Regions from separate parts of the Zea mays genome. Here region 1 is linked to region 2. A link is a contact called in public Hi-C data. All regions are on one chromosome and are shown on one strand. The core of a region is the stretch at or near the end of the contact, and the rest is flanking DNA. Distances in the headings are between cores, read along the strand shown.

The links. Hi-C and Micro-C count contacts between places; a contact is called where the count stands out from the background.
Region 1: a contact with region 2 is called in a Hi-C map of ear, with 2.2 times the contacts expected there. The contact joins the promoter of LOC100277623 here to the promoter of LOC100281760 in region 2. A contact is called at or near these places in 3 of 25 Hi-C or Micro-C datasets (ear, endosperm and tassel).

What each region holds. Positions count from the first base shown.
Region 1 is chr10:35,492,491-35,498,473 of Zm-B73-REFERENCE-NAM-5.0, forward strand. LOC100277623 reads right to left here and starts at 3,960. Exons shown (of 2, transcript NM_001398266.1): 1 at 3,363-3,960; 2 at 2,514-3,136. The coding sequence starts at 3,879. The coding sequence ends at 3,057. LOC103641008 (calcium-dependent protein kinase 8-like) reads left to right here. Exons shown (of 8, transcript NM_001346999.1): 8 at 1-323. The coding sequence ends at 64.
Region 2 is chr10:35,312,303-35,317,759 of Zm-B73-REFERENCE-NAM-5.0, forward strand. LOC100281760 (non-cyanogenic beta-glucosidase) reads right to left here and starts at 3,261. Exons shown (of 12, transcript NM_001154680.2): 1 at 2,989-3,261; 2 at 2,768-2,837; 3 at 2,569-2,627; 4 at 2,270-2,345; 5 at 2,043-2,120; 6 at 1,832-1,919; 7 at 1,348-1,603; 8 at 929-1,262; 9 at 781-815; 10 at 481-583; 11 at 32-146. The coding sequence starts at 3,243.

The DNA of each region.
Region 1 (5,983 bases), core at 2,710-5,209, 180 kb after region 2:
GCTTGGTAGTAACAATGGTCCACTTGCTGCTGCAGCCGTCAAAGAACAACAAGATGTTGATTGAGTGATGTGTCTACTGCCTGCAAACTCGACTAAAACAGAGAACACGAGAACTGTACCCAGTTTTCCATGTTTTGTGTATAGGTCGCCACATTTTGGCAAGGAAATGTATCAGGGGCGGTCAATTGACTCAGGTTCAGGTGCATTGTGCATATGTCAAGACACTCCCAATTACACCCTTTATTTTTCTCATAAAAAAAACAATGTTGTTATCTACCAACATCAGCAAGCTGTGTTGTAAAACATATCTTTAATCGTTATTATCTTTCTCTTTCGATCTATCAAGATTCATGTGGTAGATTTAAGTGTAAAAATATATAGACATAAGATAAGGAAAAAAATATTTTTTACTCTCAGTATTGATGGTTACGATAAGAGCTCTCTCTCTCTATGACTGTATAAAGATGTGCTAAAATATGAGAATTTTGTAAGATTGCTAGTACAAACGGACTCGAATACCTCCTTTCTCTTTCCTTCTACTAGTACAATGGTCATACGTTGTAACAGCACACAATCATACACAATCATATTTGGTAGATTTAAGTGTACAAAAATATATAGACATAAGATAAGGAATTTTTTTACTCTCAGTATTGATGGTTACGATAAGATCTCTATATATATAAAGATGTGCTAAAATCTGAGAATTTTGTAAGAATTGTCGTACAATAAACGGACTCAAATACCTCCTATCGCTTTCCTTCTACTAGTACAATGGTCATACGCGACATGCAATCATATTTGATACCAATAAAAAATAAATTTAATATTTGTTAGCACGCTTTTGGGGCTAATCACCAAAACGAACCCTAGGCCCGACGCACGACGTGTGAGACCTTAGGGTCAGGGGCGGATCTACACCCCGGGCCACCCGGGCCGTGGCCCAGGGCTTGATCTATGTAATTCTATATAAGTCTCTATTTAATACGGTATAAAATAGTTAAGATAAAATAAAGAGAAGGAAATTTAGTAGGTTTGGCCCGAGTCATAGAAAAATTCTAGATCAGCCCCTGCTTAGGGTCCTCTCTGCGTAAGCGCAAACCGTCCGTGATGAGTAGCTAGACAGTCTGTGACTATGAATAGAGGCTCCAGCCTTCTCTGCGGCCGGTGGACTATCCGCGAGGTACGCAGAGGGCTTCGTGGATATCCTGTAGAACCTAGATCTCACCACTGGGCGGGACTTATCAGACAAGAAGGAACATCGGGTTGTCATGTGATCGATAGGTCACCCAAGACACTCCTAAACGACATAGAGTCGAGGAGATGTGAAGATTAGTGATGAGGAACACTAATTGCTGTTATTCCTAGGGCAAGAATGTAAAGGAATTGATAAATAGATTGATTGGATCGATTGTGTATTACCTTAATCGGTCGTACCCTTTAATTTTTTAGGGGAGTTCTCCCCTAAACGACATTGAATCGAAGATATGTGAAGTTTAGGGATAAGGAAGACTAATTACTACTACTCCTAGGACAATAATGTAAAGGAACTAGTAGATAGATTGATTGGATCGATTGTGTGTTACCTCAATCGGTCATACCCCTTTATATTTATAGGGGAGGTCTGTGTGGGGGTAGATATCCTCGGGTCCTCATGGACACTAACACTTCTCACGGGCCGCCTAACGTGCCTCCTACTGTGTCGTCCTACAGGATGGGCAGGCAGGATGTAGTCGGGGTTAGGTGAGCCTGATCCAAGACGACAAAGACTGACGTCCGAGTTAGGCGCTACTGAAAGCACTGATATCTCGGGTAATGCTGTTGCAATCACTCGAGGAGCTATGCATTCGGCGATAACTCGGGCAACAAGAGGATCAAGACTCCGGATATATAGGACTGCAGTCACAAAGAAGGGGATAAACGGAGTAGATAGTGATCACAACATATAAACGGATAACTCTCTGGTCGTGTATATAAGACCGAAGGAAACCCCTACAAAATCATCTTGATTTAGGAGGTGTTTGTTTGAGATAATAATATACCCAGGTTATATAATCTAACTTATTTTAAACTAGATGTTAGTTTAAAATAAGTTAGATTATATAATCTGAGTAGATTATAATTCCAAAGAAACACCCCTTAATAGTTATTTGAAATAGTATAATGGCCACTGATAAAAAATAAAGGAAGGATTTTTGCAATAGCAGATCGCACGTGAAAATATGGCCATTCTCAAGTAGTAATATTTTTTTCTGTTTTTTATAAAAACTTAAACAAATGGTCTCCTCTTGTAATTTTCGGACTGTTCACATGATATTGACGCTGTAGAAACTGTCATGTTCTTTGTTCGCAAATTTCAGCTCCAGGTGGTGTATGTGGTTTGGAATCTTTTGGAATGGGGTAGGAAATGCATATAAAAATCTTAATGGCTGCGGTGCACATGATTGCATTTTATTTTATTTCGCCGAATCTATCGTTCTGGTCAGCCAGGTGCCACCAAACTGCAAGCGAGAGAGAAGGAAAGCATCTGCACCATTATTACCAAACAGCTGCAGTAGGTAGCAGGTACACCAGCTAATGATTAAGATAACAGTATAGTAATGAGATCCACAGATTTATGTATTCACAATGATTCCCCGATTTGCTTGCAGTACTAATTACTCTGCGCATTATTTTGATCACTACTGCTAGCAGTACAATTACAATAGTTTATTTCCACTGGAGATGGCTGCTGCACACTCGGATGGTTGGTTCATCAGGCAGAGGCAGGTTGCTCAGCTGGAACAGAGAGCACAGCATGTCGGTCGGGCAACCAACCCATCTACTCAGCCCCTATGTGTGCTGCTACCACAACTACCAAACTCTGCAGCTGCAATCATGGCAGCTGCCAACGCCCGCCGTCGCAGCTGAAACGCTGCACCTGGATCACTTTACAGCAGCAGCAACGTGTTCGCGATCAGGTCTGGTCATCTGGTTTCTTGTGTGGTGGCGGCCGGCATACCGGCATGGTGTGTGCTTCCAGACGGCGAAGAATGGCGCGCATGGTTCGGCGCCGTTCAGCTGCAAAGGCGGACGGTGCACGCCACCGCCTGCGCCCAGTACTTGAGCCGCGCCTTCACCTCGTCAGGGCTGTCACCTGCGCTATCCAAAAAGAAAGGACTGCATTCGTTAGAACATATGCCGATAAACAAAGAAGCGAACAGATCGTCGACAAGTGGTGTCCTTGGTTGGTTCCGTGACGGGAAAAGATTCCATCTTGATGTAGACAAGTTGGTTTTCTCCGCTCCGGTGACCAAGGAAGGAAGGAATCCCAAGTCAAGTCATGGAGGAAGACAGGCGGCGATCTGCTATGTGTTGCTTACCGGGGCTGGAGATCTTCCAGTTGGTGACAGGCGGCGACGGCGTGGCGGCATCTGGTGCGGCGGCCTCGTGCTGCTGCGGCTTCTCGTCGTCCAGCTGGAGGCGCTGGCTCATGGAGTAGCACAGCTCGAGCGCCGGCAGGGTGCTCCGGAGCTCGGGGATCTCGTCGTAGTTGAAGCCGAAGCCCAGGTCGGCGCATCCCTTGAGCTCCTCGAGGTCGTCGTCCGTGAGGCTCCTGGACCGCCCCACCGCGTCGTCTCCGCCCGCGAGCACGACGGGTTTCGAGTCCCGCCGCGCCGGCCACGCCGCCTCCCACTGCGCCCCACGCCACACGTCCTCCGCCTCGGGGTCGGCGACGCCGTCGACGGCGCTGGCACTGCCCTGTTTCCGGCTGCTGCGGCGTCGGCGGCGGTTGCGTTGGCGGAGAAGGCGTGCTGGTGGCGGGCTCGGCGGCGGGGAGGCAGAGGCGGATGGGGAGGAAGATGAGGGCTCCACAAAGGCGGAATCTGAGATCCACATCTCGGCGGCGTGGTGTCGTCGCTTGGACACTGAGAGGGGACAGCGAGGTAGTCACGGGGAGGCAAGAGGGTGTGAAATGGTGCTGAGTGGGTGGCGGGTGGGGGCTATTTGTACCGCCGGACCGGATAGAGGCTGGGGAGTGTGCGGTGCGGAGGCTCGCTGATGGTGGTGGTGGTGGGATGTGGGACCCGCCTTGGTGCATGGATGGACGGAATGGACATAACATGTGCCATGCATGGAGGAGCAGGTGGGGAATCATGTCATACGTACCAGTAGTAGTATGCATCAAGGCGTCAAGCATCATGCATGGATGATGGATGTTTCTAGCGATCGACAAAGGGATGCCTCTTCATTCTTCTTTTCTTATTAATGGTCGCGCTCGTGCTCCTCGAGTACTCAACAAAACCTTGTGATTTTGTGTGCCTCAATATATAGTAGGCTTGTTTGGCGAGTTGTTGATTGCGCTATTACTCGATTCATTTAGACGACCTAGCGTTAGCTTGAGTGCTAAACATTGCGTGGTGCATACTGTTACGATAATCATTTTTGGTAGTGTAAAACCAGTCCAAAATATAGTTCCTTTTTACCAACTTTTTTTGTGTGTCCACATTTGAATGAATAATAATAAACATGGACATACATACAAACTACATTCATAAGTTATCGATTGAACGTGTGTTTAGTTTAAAACAAATTATAATTTGGGACTGAGTAAGTATTTTATATTGTAGATAGCAATACTTGCAATATGAAGTTTAAATTAACAGGTGACATAGAGAAAGTGATAGAGCTGCTCGATATAGCTTTAAAACGTGTTCAACAGTTCACCCATATGGTTATTAAAAATATTGTTTTGTATTATGGACTATACTGTTCATAGACTGTACTGTTCATAAAGTGGAGTTTAAATATGGGAATAAGGATGAGTAAGTTGTTGGAGATAGCCTTGCGAGAGCTAAACTATATATCTATCACAACTAGAAATAACTATGGGGTTCCCGCGAGAATTTCCCTATTAAAGGACGGAGATGCTAGTAATTTAGTCTTCACGTAGATCAAAATAGAGAAATTAGTCCCCGCCAAATTTGCGGAACAGGATAAGAAACCATTCTCCATTCCCGTCTCGGCGTACCTACCCTTACAAACTAAATTATATTAAAACCTCAATATATAGTCTATTGTAAAATAACAAATTAAACTCAAAAATAGATGTCTCTTATAATTTAAATATTGTTTGTTTAATTTATATTATTATGATATAATCAATTTGAATTTTCCTCTAAATATTGAATTTCCTGAGACTGATTCCCTAATTAAGATCTTGTTTGATTGTATGAGTGTTGAGCACTAAATTGAGCGGCGAATGGTCCACACCTGTGGGCCGGACGGTCCGCGCGTGCGCATAGCAGATTATGGTTCCGAGTTTTGTGCTACGGTTGTTAGCTAGATTCGCCGAATTAGCTCGGAAATTAGTTTGTAAAGGGTCCAGCCCCCTCCTCTATAAATAGAGAGGTATACGACCGATTTGTAATGATGAATCGAATCAATAATACTTCTATCTCGCATTTATTTCCTGTACAATTAGGAGTAGTTCTAGTCTAGTTCTAGTTTAGCCTCTCAATCCCCAAATTCTCCGCTTCTCTTCGACTCTACGAAGATTAGAGGAGTCTAGGTCGGCCTGCCCGAGCCTATACAACTCATAGGATCTCTCCTCCCCGACGGGGTCCCTCTCGGGAGCGAGATCCAGGCGCCGCCGGCGACCTTCCGCCGCCCCTGCGCACGTGCGGACCGTCCGGCCGTCAGGCAGGAAACCCTAGCCTCGCGCCAGACCGCGGACCGTCCGGCCACTGGCCGCGGACCATCCACCCCTGCGCAGAGAGCACCACCGCTGGTTCGTGTTGAGTGATTGGCGCCCCAAAAGGGTGTCAACATACTTTTTGGCGACTCCGCTGGGACAACACGTCTAGACCCATCAAATCGACCCTCAATGGCCGGTTCAAGGGATAGTTCTGAAGTCTCCCTCAGCAACATTATAGAGCCGACTTGGGAATCCTTGCCGGCTGACGAACAGCTCCAGTTCGAGGAGCATAAGGAGCAGCTGATT
Region 2 (5,457 bases), core at 2,011-4,510:
TCTATCCAGCTAGCGTTGCGTTGGTACATACTCTATTGATTCTTTAATAACTGAGATGTGGCGCTGGAGGTAATCTAGCCTCTTGTAGTCCTCCAACGCATCTTGCATGGATAGAGGATTGTCCTTTGTGTCAACGTCCCCGATTCCTGCACACACAAAAAATTGGTCGCCATGTTTTAATAACACCTAGCCAGCAAGCCTAAGGGCGTCCGTAGTAGTTGTCTCAAGTAGCTAGCTGATATAGAGCTGAGATAAAATAAAAATAGTAATTTATCTCATCACTAGTACTTAGTCCTACATGTAATACACTTAGTTTCTTGAAATAATACGTGAAATCTCCTATCTATTTGCTCGTTGTTATCTATTCTCGTTTTCCCATATTTTTTATTTATGTAGGAAAGAGAGGGAATTTAGCTAGTGAAATAGCTAGCCATTAGAGACGCCCTAACATCTCAAGTCCATCCAGGATTTACTGCTTACCGTTCTCGGTGATATAGATAGGCGGGTTTCCGTATTTGTTCTTCATGATCATAAGAAGATCCTTTAGGCCTTTAGGGTACATGTAGATCCATGGATTTCCCATCTGCAAATTATTACAGTAATAAAGCTTAATTATTTATAAAAAAAGAATGCAGATTTGTTCCGCTTTGTTATCAACACACAAAGCATTTGCGTGTCTCTGCAAAAAATATTTCTTGACGATTTTTTTAAAAAACTATCACTTTCAGCATAAAATGCCCTATACAAAAATAAAATTATAGTGTTTAGCGAGGTACGTACAGGAGGACCAATAGAATTCCCGTCAGGTCCAAAGACTGGTTGAACGACACAAGAATAAAAGTTGATTATTAGTATCTGAACGGCACATTTTTTCTTTAATAGAACTGTGAAGCAGTATAGTTATTAGTCCTCAACTATTACTTCTTACTTTCTGCAGTGGCATAGGCGTCGTCGGCGTTGAGCTTAGGTGAGTAGTCTTCTGAGAAGTCGACGTGCTTAGAGAACCTTGAGGTATAGTAATTTATCCCCAATATGTCATAGGAACCCGCTAGCATCGCTTGCTCATTATCCGTGAAGAAAGGTAGCCGTTTCCTCGCTAATGATCTCATGGAGAAGGGGTAGTCACCACGGACCACAGGCTCCAAGAACCATCCTAGGTTTTGATCGAGGGACCTTTCCTGGGCCTGTTCATCGAGAAATGTATTTCCATATGGCACGCGACCCATTACGTCAAACGCAAGCCCAATGCGGCCGTCTGTACCCTACAGTTGGTTCTCAGTCAATAATATAGGAGTACATATTGTAGTACGTACTGCTAACGATTAATTTAGAAGAGTGTGTTGTCACCTTGTAATTCTTGTTGTAGAGGTCAACAGTCATAGCGTGGGCTCGAAGGATGTTGTGGCCAGCAATGTATGGTTCGGTGAGTGAGTTAGCAATAGGCTGAGCACATTTTTCTCCTGGTGAGCACCGTCCAGGGGCAAAAACTCCCGTTCCGTACGAAAAGGTTGTAAATGTCTGTGGCTCGTTAAAGGTCAACCAATTCTTCACCTTGTCACCGAAGTTCTCAAAGCACACCTTAGCGAAGTCTGTGTAATCCTTTCTAAAAAAATTGCAAACCTGAATCACATCAAAAGTTGCCCTATTGTTTGGCTGATTAAATAGTTATGTTAGCTGATTGACACTTCAATGAATGACTATGTATAGAACTATGTTTCAAATCTGAAGAGACATATTTTCAGTTGGCCATTGAGTTTTCCCTAATACTTAGATATCATTAACGTTAACAGATGGCACCGTATATATCATTCAAAGTTCTTATAGTACTTACACAATCCTGTCGCCTAAAAAGCCACCGTACTTGTCTTCCAGTGCTTGAGGGACGTCCCAATGAAAAATTGTTACAAATGGCTCTATTCCTGAGTTGCAATAAATAAATAATGGTTCGTGAAAACTTTTGCACAGTGGATTAGAATCTTCCTTAATTAATTAATTAATTAAGCTGCTAAATGCGCCAAGAAGAAATTTTTTTTGGTTGTTACCGTTCTCTATCAATAAGTTGATGAGCTTTTTGTAGTACTTGATGCCGGCCTGATTAATACCTCCTTCGAGCGTTCCCTCTAAAATTAAAACCTTTTTAGAACCATAACCAAAATCTAACAGATCTGATTGAATGCATCTTAGTTGTCGAGATCATCTTTACTGTTTGTACGTCACAAACTTATTGTACGTAGGAAAAATATATTTGGTTATTTTACCAACTACGTACTCGGCAGTATTCTGGACCAAGAGATGGAGAATCTGTACGCGTCCATGCCTATTTCCTTTAGCAATCTGACATCCGCCTGGCAGTCAAAAGTACTAACATAAATGACGATGACAATATATATTAGCACTCATATATGAAGTTAGAAGTGCACATATATATATATATATATATATATATATATATATATATATATATATATATATATATATATATATCCCTTAGTTCTTTTTTTATTGAAGCTAACTGCATATATATAATAGAACGATTATTATATATGTCCATGGCATCTCAGTTCTTACAGGGTACATATGATAGGAATTGGCTCCAGTGTCCCCATTGCTTCCGTCCAGTATCCAATCTATTGATATGCACATGAAAGGGAAGGAAAATAGTAAGGTCATCATCACTTAAAACTGCATCTTATCGTTGGTACATATACAACCATCTACGTGCTTTATTATTGTAAACAACTTCAAAGGAATATTTGCTGTATGTTACCCGGATAATTGTGGCAGAAGTGATCCCAATTGCTTGGCCCCTTCCCATCTTCATTCCAGGCGCCCTCAATCTACACACACACATAGATGACATGTATAATGCATGATTTTCTTTATGGTATTATTAGTTATTATGACATGTATAATTTCGTTTCAGCTAACAAATAAAGACATGGTCATTTTTCCGTTGTAGAGAAACAAATTAAAGTTAAATTAGTGTACTTGGTATGCTGCGGTGGCGGCACCAAAGATGAAGCTAGGAGGAAACCAGTCCCTTTTAGGGATTTGCCATGGCATAAGCTTTCGGCTTGCAAGCAGCTGACTGCTTATCCTTTGTGCTCGTGACCTAAGCCTGAGTCTCTTGTTTCTGTTTTGTGATGAACAAGGTTGGTGCCTTGGAAAATTCTCATTGTTGGGTCCTACTATGTGGCTTCTATGGGCAGTGTGATTCGTGGCAGCAGCAACAAGTGGAGCCATGTCTTGATAGCTGGCTAAAGTTTTTTGAGCTGCTTTGCTTTGCTTGTGTCGTAGGATAGGCTGATCGATGATGCAAGTGTCGTGTATTTATAGCCCAAACGTGTGCCCTAGGATAGGCTGATGATACAATACAAGTGGAGCCCGTGGCAAAAGATGCCAACTATTATTTATTTTGCCTTCACGTGAAGTGCACGGGTCCACACACCACATGGCTCCGTCTCCTGCAGCCTGCCTACACTACAGTCTAGTATACAGAACCGCACCAAACATGAAGTAGGCGAGGAATGCAGGCTACACATAGCAGAGCCGCACCAAAAACGTGAAGCAGGCGAGGAAGCCGCCGAATGGTTAAATTTGAAATGAATGGTTAAATTTTTTTTAGGGCGTCTAAACGGATGGACCGAATTAGTCGTCTCTACAAACTGTAGTCAGCAAAACTTCCACAAAAAATATTAGTTCGACTAGTAACTTGCCTATTCGATCTAAACAGACACCAACTCATGCTCGTAAATATAAATAAAATCATATGTTTAAACTATTGCTAGTTTAGTACAGTGAAAGAGATAACGGTGAAGCGATCTGAGCAGCTGACAGGTGAGTCAGTGTGCATGCCAGAAGGAATTCCATGCAGAGAAGGATCCGCTGTGCCGCGTATCCCTATGGCACGTTTGTGATGCTCACATGGCCAATAGTTTGTGCATGCGTGCAGTCAAAATATTTTAGTTTCAAGGGTACCACCGTAGAAGCCAGCCAGCGTAGAGGATCACCGGTTCTCGAGTGACATCATCCTTTACGTGTCATCGTCGTTGAAAGTACCTTCTCTAAAAAAAGCCTCCATAAAAGAATAAGCAGTTCAATGAGTTTGATATAAATAACTGCTCCGTAATAAAATAGTACTCCCTGCGTTCCAAAATAATATTCGTTTTAGAATGCTAATAGATTCGTATAATATTTGATATATATGTTTTATATATGTGTATAGGTTCATTGTCATCGATTTCAATATAAACAAAAAAACAAGAGTCATATTAGGATGAAGTGAGTACTTGCTTTAGAGAATTAGTGGGTTCATATAATATATGATATATGTATTTCGTGTGTATATATATATATATATCTAAATTTATTATCATCCATCTAAATTGTTGGAAAATTAATAGGGCCTAAGATTAATTTAATAATGCAGTATAAAACGAAAAACTCAGATGTACTGGCAGATAATATCCACGACATTAGAACAGAACAAATCTGAACTAACTCAACAAGATTAACACTTAAAAAAAGAATCGACAACGGATCTAACCATAAGATCGTTGCAAGGAAAATGGACCCCGGGCCATTTGGCTAATTGAGTTTTGCTGTTTGATGATCGACACAATCCGTGAACTAATAAGTTTTCTAGTGTTTGTGTTTGTAGTTCACAGGATGCAAGATTAACTTGGACTAAGGAATTGAGGAAAGCAACACCTCAAAAGAAGACATTAAAAAGATCCAAGAAAAGTCCAAGTGTGCTGCCTACGGACTGTCTGTGCGTGGAGCACAGGACTGTCAGGTGGCACACCGGACTATTCGGTGCCCACACGCCGGACTGTCCGGTGCACCAGGGAACCACAGCCCAACGGCTAGTTCCAGGTGGCACCCGGAGAGAAGACCATCGGACTGTCCGGTGTGGAAAGCCTGCGGCGCCAACGGTCACCTGCTCTGACAGGGCAACGGCTAGACACACTGGACAGGCTACAGTGTGTTGTCCGGTGCACCAACGGACTGTCCGGTGTGCCGCAGAGAAGCAACAACTTTTCTCCAACGGCTCTATTTGTGTTGGGGGCTATAAATACACCCCCCAACCGGCCATTTCCAAGTGTGGGAGCCCAAGAGACATACCAAGGCATATAGTAGACATTCCCAAATGCTCTTACACCCAAGTGCTTAATAGAATCACTCGGTGATTAGCGTAGGTGCTTTGCGAAGTGTTTAGGTTAGTTAGACCGCTTTAGCGCTTGCTCTAGGTGAACCCTAGTTAGTTGAGTGAGTTTTGTAAAACCACACAACCCCACAGCTCTTGCGTGAGCCGTTGTAATTGTACCAAGTGGGGCGAGTGTCTTGCGAGACCGTGACAACCGCGTTTGTGTCACGGCCGCCACCGTGTACCAGAGGGAACGAGGCCCGCGGCGTTTCGGCCGGAAGCTCGATAGTGGAGACGGCGTGGAGCGTCCG